Linked DNA regions of Mus musculus: region 1 is linked to region 2. Evidence: chromatin contacts called from public Hi-C data. All regions are on one chromosome and are shown on one strand. Each heading gives the region's core, a stretch centred on a gene start, on an enhancer-like site or on the middle of the called end of the contact. The rest is flanking DNA. Distances are from core to core; before and after follow the strand shown. Region 1 has its middle 96 kb from the start of Gm46748. Region 2 overlaps Haglr (Hoxd antisense growth associated long non-coding RNA).

Evidence for each region. A called contact is a pair of places that touch in the nucleus more often than the background predicts.
Region 1: a Hi-C map of nephron progenitors shows a contact between it and region 2, with 4 times the contacts expected there. The contact joins two enhancer-like sites. A contact is called at or near these places in 20 of 484 Hi-C or Micro-C datasets (B cells, the C3H10T1/2 cell line, brain and 9 more), 14 of 115 datasets of contacts at active chromatin or transcription factors (craniofacial prominence, differentiating embryonic stem cells, embryonic basal ganglia and 9 more) and 4 of 9 other capture datasets (adipose tissue, embryonic stem cells, liver and 1 more).

The regions. Positions count from the first base shown.
Region 1 is chr2:74,964,318-74,967,754 of GRCm38.p6, forward strand. No RefSeq gene overlaps it. Among named protein-coding and RNA genes, the nearest start is that of Gm46748, 96 kb to the right of the region's middle. Within about 2 kb of position 1,279, at least 43 of the 459 cell types and tissues checked have an H3K27ac peak or open chromatin away from gene starts, as enhancers often do. A contact at or near this core is called in adipose tissue and stem cell-derived motor neurons, where this site is marked.
Region 2 is chr2:74,748,512-74,751,706 of GRCm38.p6, forward strand. It overlaps Haglr (Hoxd antisense growth associated long non-coding RNA), which reads right to left. Exons shown (of 3, transcript NR_110445.1): 2 at 3,018-3,131; 3 at 1-2,132. Among named protein-coding and RNA genes, the nearest start is that of Gm14424, 2.6 kb to the right of the region's middle. Within about 2 kb of position 1,475, at least 60 of the 459 cell types and tissues checked have an H3K27ac peak or open chromatin away from gene starts, as enhancers often do. A contact at or near this core is called in adipose tissue and stem cell-derived motor neurons, where this site is marked.

The DNA of each region.
Region 1 (3,437 bases), core at 29-2,528, 220 kb after region 2:
TGTCTATTTTTTCTTCAGATTTTGCTTTTAATCCTTGCCACAAGAGCTGCCTCCCATCAAAATGTTCATTTTCATTAGGGATGGGAGGAAGATTTCTCCGAGGGGAGTGTCTGCTTTGAAGGAAGAAGCAGAGGGTTAGAGAATTCAAAATGCCAATTATGTGTAAGGTCGGCTGGTGAGGAGCAACGCTATAAAGGCCACGGAGTTTACTGCAAAAGGGTGCCCCCTGCTGGAGGCTCCTTCAATTGCGTCAGCTCAGCTCAGTTCATAACCTAAAGCAGCTGCCTTTCCCAGTGCCAACTCAGATTCTCTGCAGATGTTTCCTTATGACCCATCCACATGTTTGCTAAATATCATCTGTTAATTCCCCCCAAACATCCTGGATCTAGTTCTTTTATGTGTAACTCGACTTAAGGTCTTAAAATAGATGACAGCAAAAACATTTAAAAAATATATCTCACAGGTACAATTGTCTTGAATATCATCAGCACACTAACTCCGTAGTTGGACTCCAGTCTTAAAGGGCATTCCAGCTATTTTACGACAAACGGAGGTAAGGCATGTGCCCATTGTCCCTAGTCTTTAGCTTTTGATCATAGGATTTCAATGAATCACCATCAGTAGGAAGAGAGAGAAGTCTCAACTATCTATCTATCTATCTATCTATCTATCTATCTATCTATCTATCTATCTATCTATCTATCTATCTATCTATCGTGTGTGTGTGTGTGTGTGTGTGAGTGTGCATGCATGTGTATAGATATATGTGGCCTCAGACACCCTCTGTCTATCCCCCAGGAAGGTGCCCCCCCCACCCCAAGCAAGACTTCCATGCAACTGGATAGAGAGGCAAAATTGCTGTTGTCAGCGTCCCTTTGTGGGTGAAGGCTAACTGCCCTCTGCTGCTAGCCGGTGCAGGCTTCATTTGATAAGGAAATTCACACTCTTCCAAGGACTGTTTGCCATGTAAAATGAGGTTCTTGGATAGGAAAAAAAATTTTCTTACTGCAAAAAGAAAGATTTCTTCCTGGTAAAATAGTTGGGGTTTTTTTTTGGGGGGGGGGGAAACGGTGTAGCCCCCCCATCAAATCACACACCAGGATTCCCCTTGGAAAGAGGATCGGTTGCCATGGTAACCAAACCTTCAGCAGTTTCCCTCAAGACAGTGGAGACTGGAAGGAAATCAGGAGATGGCGGAAGTCTACCGAAGAGGCCCCAGGTCCTCACCACACCCACTGGTTCCTAGTAGCATTAGGGAAGCGGCCTAGGGACCAGCTGTGGCTTTGCTCCGGGATACTAGGAGCAGGCAGCTGGGCTGGGATCCCTTTGTGCTAAGGGAGGTCTGCCGAAGACAAGCAGCCTCTGATTACAGGATGTTTCATCAGAGCAGCTGCAAGCCATCGGCTCCTGACTCAGTGCCTTTCTGAGGGTCCACCCTAAGGAACTTCCCAGGACGCACTTACTGAACTTGACTGGGAAGGCTAGACTACTGTCAGAGTTCTTTTAAAGGGGAAGGTAGACCAAAACGCCATTGTGTTTTTTCGAAAAAACCTTCCTCCGTTGGGCTAGGCAGGCGCTTTCCTCAGCCCGGCACTGTCACCTTCGGGAAATCAGCCGAAATCTGCGGACGGGGTGGGGTGGGGGCATCCCACAAGTACTACATAAGAAACTCTAGGTAGGACCAACTCACTGGTGTTTTGGCAAACTTTCTGGGTTTTTTTGATGCACACCAAAGTCTGAGAATCACAAAAGTGATGAGAAATCTGTAATTTAGTTTTACTAGGACACATGAGAGGAATAACAAGGGCTGAAATGGCCACCCCAGCGCCTTCATCCTCCTGAGACCAAAAGCAGGTTCTTGATGCTTACTGCCTGTTGCCTTCCTCCTCTTCCGGGAGTTACCACGCCTTTAGTGTCTTGTTGAATCCGGACAGACAGGGATACTGTTTGAATCGACAATATCAGCTTATGGAGGGCTACAGTTTGCTTAATGGTTGGCTTTATTGTGGACTCTCTGTGTCCAAAGCTCGCTATAGACACTGATTGCCTCTCTAGAGAGCTTTCTAATGTCCTATAAGGGATCCAAGCCAGTACTGAGAAGAGAAGGTGGCTTTAACTTCACAGAAAACCGTTGTGAGATGCCATGGGATTTTGCCCCGAGTATTGTAGTGTGGATACTCATCTCCCAAAAGAGGGCTGCTTTGTCATTATGCACAGTTTGAAAAGTGCTAGGCACGGCTTCCTTGGAGTATAAGGACTTCAATAACACCCACCATCAGTGGAGGTTGAATATCTACTGAACATATCTAATATACTAGTACTTTTATTGACTCTTACCACAACCCTACAGCATACATAGTTTCATTTAACAGTAAGAATTAAGAGACGATGTTGATGAGAAGTAACTCATCCAAATTCCTAAAGCTAGGGCATGTCGTCTTCAGAATCAGAACTCCCGATGGTCTACTTTCAGGAACCATGGATAACTACAGCCTCCCTTATATCCTCCTGTATGAGCCACCTCCTTCCTAGACCGGCAGAAGTCACTTTGTTTTGGTGCTGGGACTTGAACCCAGGGCTTATATAAGCTAGACAGAAACTCTAGCATTGAGTTGTGCCCACAATCTGGCTCCTTCCTCTTTGTTAATATTGCTGTTGATAATTTGTGGACGTTTGCATTGGTGTCTTATTTCATCTTCACAGTCGCCCTTTGAGGGAGGTAGTGCTGTCAAGATCTCTCTGTTGCAGAAGAGGAAACCGAGGCTCTAAATAGACAAGTAGCCTGTCTGAAGCCCCATAGTTAGCAATACGGCTGAGCCAACATCCAGACCAGGAAGAACATTCATATTTAATGGACTCGATTCTGCCACTTAGCATGTGGTGGCGTGTATCCAAATCTGTGGTTATCAGGTTGTTGATGGCAGCCTTTTAGAGTTACCACTTGTTTTTCTCTCATATATTCAGAAAAGACCAAGATTTAGAGTTCTTCAAGACTATTGTTTGTTTTTCCATTTATTCATGAGTGTGCGCGCGTGTGTGTAAGCATGTGTGCAGGCATGTGGAAGTCAGGAAACACTTGTGAGGACCAGTTCTTTCTCTGTACTACATGTTGCTAAATAATAGCTTAGTTGACAGGGGTCATGTGCCATGTAATTCATTTACTAAAGTGTGTAATTCCGTGGCTTTTGCTATATTTATATGTGGAAGTGAAATGATGTCTTCTTGGAACCAGCTCTCCTTCCACTGTGGGTTCCAGGGATGGACCTCAGATCATCAGGGCAAGCACCCTTCCTTACTGGCTCAGTCATCTAGCTGGTAACAATCTTTCCTGTTTCTACTTCCATTCCCTGCTCAGGAGTTGGATTTTTGAGTTAAAACCTCCCAAGTTTGCTGGTGGTGAGCTTGCAGGCAGGGCTCGGTCAGACATTCCACTCCTC
Region 2 (3,195 bases), core at 225-2,724:
CACCTTGCTTACTCCTGTTTCTTTGTGCAAAATGGGCGAATAGTCTACAGAATTTATAATCGTTTTGTAAATATTATTAGTGTGGCTCTAGGAAGGGTCGAGCACTTACACCCACTTCTATAGAAGGGAGCACTTGGAAAAAGGCCTTCAGACAAGGTTCAATTATTTTGTATTTCAGCAAAGTCCACCCACGCATCTCTAGTTGGTTTGGCAAATATGCAACTCCCACTACCAGCCTGGTGACACGAGGTGAAATTCCCATTGTGTGGAGATAACTTCTACTCTTCTGGTGCAACAGCAATCGTTTTCTATTTGGATGTTTGTGTTTCGCTCAGTAATGATGGCTCAAAAGAATATTTAGTTTCCTTGTTCCTTTGTGCTGTTTTAAAAATGGCATGTTAGGCTGGGGGTGGGAGGGGTTATCCTTTTGCTAAATTTCACTCTATCTGAGCAAGTTTAAAGTATATATGTTGTAGAATTGTATCAACAGAATAAATGACTTCAATCGAAGGCATATTTTACCCACTCTCAAGGCTTAACATTGTTTTCTCTGAAATTTGCATTCCTAGACAGAATTTATAATTGTAAGAAATTATTTTTTAAGCTATTACGGAAATCAAAGAAATGCTAGCTGCCTCGTAGGGAACCACAGCCACCTTTCTTAACTGGCTAAATATTAAATAGATGAATTGTCAGGCTGTTTAGATTCAGCCCGGTTTCTCTCATCTCCTCTTCATACCATAAATAATAATAAAAATACATAATGCATCATGGCTCCAGGCGTTTCCCAGCGCGGTGTGTTACCACAGGAGTATCTGCTGAGTCTGCGGGTGTCTGCAATACCCCAAGCGTCATCTGTGGCTTAGGGTTTCATGGATTACTTTAAACAGTGTCTAGCCCGGCTGACATCAGCTTCCTCTCACACATAGGCTCTAAGGAAGTGTCAGGTTGGGGGTTCCCACCGTCTAGGCAGCCGCAACCTCACAGGCCCGGCGGTGGAGGGAGGATGTTGGAAGAAGGGGGAGGGGTCGCTTCGACCAAACCTGCCGCCTTCGCCTACCTTCTGAAGTTCTGGAGACTTCAGAGAATTGCTTGGTTCTTTCCTGCCACCAACGCGAGTCACGTGACAGGCACACTCACTCCTAGCGTGGGTGGGGGCGGCGGCGAGTTCTGGGAGGGCACACTCCCACGCGGCCGCCCGCCGGAGAGAGCTGGGCCCGCGGCACAACCATTTAAAACTTCATAAATTATAAACAAGCCGCCTTGGCCTTCGCCATAAATTCCGCTCCTCTTGAGCCTGCAATTAGTGTTAGGAAGCACCCAAGTCTAAACACAACCAAACGCTCTCCGAAGGGTCCAAGTGCCCGAGGTTGCAAGCCTTTATTTATTCCCGGGTGCCACCCCCTCTGCACTCGAGGCTTGCACACAGTCACCTCCTCCCCCGCCACCGCGGGCAGTACACACTCCGCTGGGTTCCCCGCTTAGCCCGGGAAGGTCACAATAGCAGCTCTATCCACCGAGGCGCTCGCCGCCTCCTCCCTCCCGGGTCTTCGAGAAGCAAAGAAAGGAGTGTGGGGGAGGGGAGCCTGGCCAGCAATGGCGCCCGGGTCTCAGGCCTCTGCTCTTGTTTCAAGACGAGACCCGGGAAGTTGGCATGGGTAGGGAAGCAGCAGCCTAGCTTGTCTTTCTCCCACGACGCTCCTCTCCCACGACGCTCCTCTGCCCCCAGAGGCTTCACCGCCCGATTGAGGATGCCCCAAAGCAGTCAGGTCTACCCGAAATCCAGAATCCATTGAGCCAGCGGCTTCCTTTCTGATCCTTTGCAGAGGAATAGATGCCAGACGGAATAGATGCCAGACGGAATAGATGCCAGAAGGGAGGAGCACCTGGGCCCCTCCGGAGGGCGTTGGCCTTGGGAGGTGTCTCTCTTTTGAAGAAGGGGCAGGATGACTTCGGTCCAGCCTTGGGCACACCTTCTTTTTCTCCATAGTTTTTGAGGCGCGGGGGCGGGACGAGGAGGGGGTGGGGATTAGGAAGGTTGTGGATCTCCGGTAGAGTATTAGGTCTAAAGGAAAGAGATCAGGTCCTTGGCTCATGGGTGGCAGTCATTTGGGCCTCTCTGGTTGTTCCATCTAGGCAAACAAATGTGGATTAACGTAGGATGGCGGTCAGGCAGAGGTATGGCCCTGCTGCAAAATGGAGGTGGGAGTGGAGGAAGAGGGACCGTTTCCTTAGCATCCCTGTAAACCTCGGGGTCCATTCTGGAGTGGAATGCCTAGACCTAGCGAGAGGGTGCGAAGTTGTCATGGAAAGCCCTGGAGGGTGGCCCTGGCCACTGGTAAGGAGGTTAGGAAAGGAAAGGAAAGGAAAGGAAAGGAAAGGAAAGGAAAGGAAAGGAAAGGAGAAAGGGAAATCAAGTACAGATTCTGCCTTCTAGCTTACAGACCAACCTCATCCAGGGAACTGACAGAGAAAAATCTGCCTCTGATAGAATCATTAAGTTAAGCATCCATTTGTACCATTTCTGTGTACAGGCTTTCAAATGGGAGAGAGGAAGAGGATACTGAGCTTGTACTTCCCTTGGTTCAGCCCCAAGTCCAGTCCCTATCAGAGATGTGTCAGCTACATTGGTTTCTGAGGCCCCAGAGGCTGCTAACCTTGCTGAACAAGAGTTTTCACATTTCTGTCTAGAAGAACTACTAGCAGTGATCTCCTACGCTAGCTAGCTACTGTCCTTTCTCCCTCACTGGGTACCACTCCAATGGTTCATGAGTGAAGTGCTCTCCTCAGCCACCAGGCTTGGAAGCCCAGACGGTTTTCCTTTAGAGAAGGTAAAGAGGAGAACATGAGAGAGAGAGAGAGAGAGAGAGAGAGAGAGAGAGAGAGAGAGAGAGAGAGAGGAGAGAGAGAGAGTTTGAATAACAAAGAGGCTAACTCTTCCTTCCAAGTATTTGACCCCATGGCGGGTACAAGCTTGTTTACACCCAGGGATTGTCACAGGTCTGTTTTGACTTTACCAGAATTGGTTGAAACTTCCTTGTGAAGTCAAGAACTTGGTAATCCCAGTTTACAGGTCTAGGAAGGTCTTCATCTGGGTGTTCTTGACAAAACTTTGGTCCTTCTTTGAGAAACTTAAAGAAAATAACAGAGGTTTATGAGTATGCAAGAAAGGCAGGTGGCTCAGACCGTCCCCTC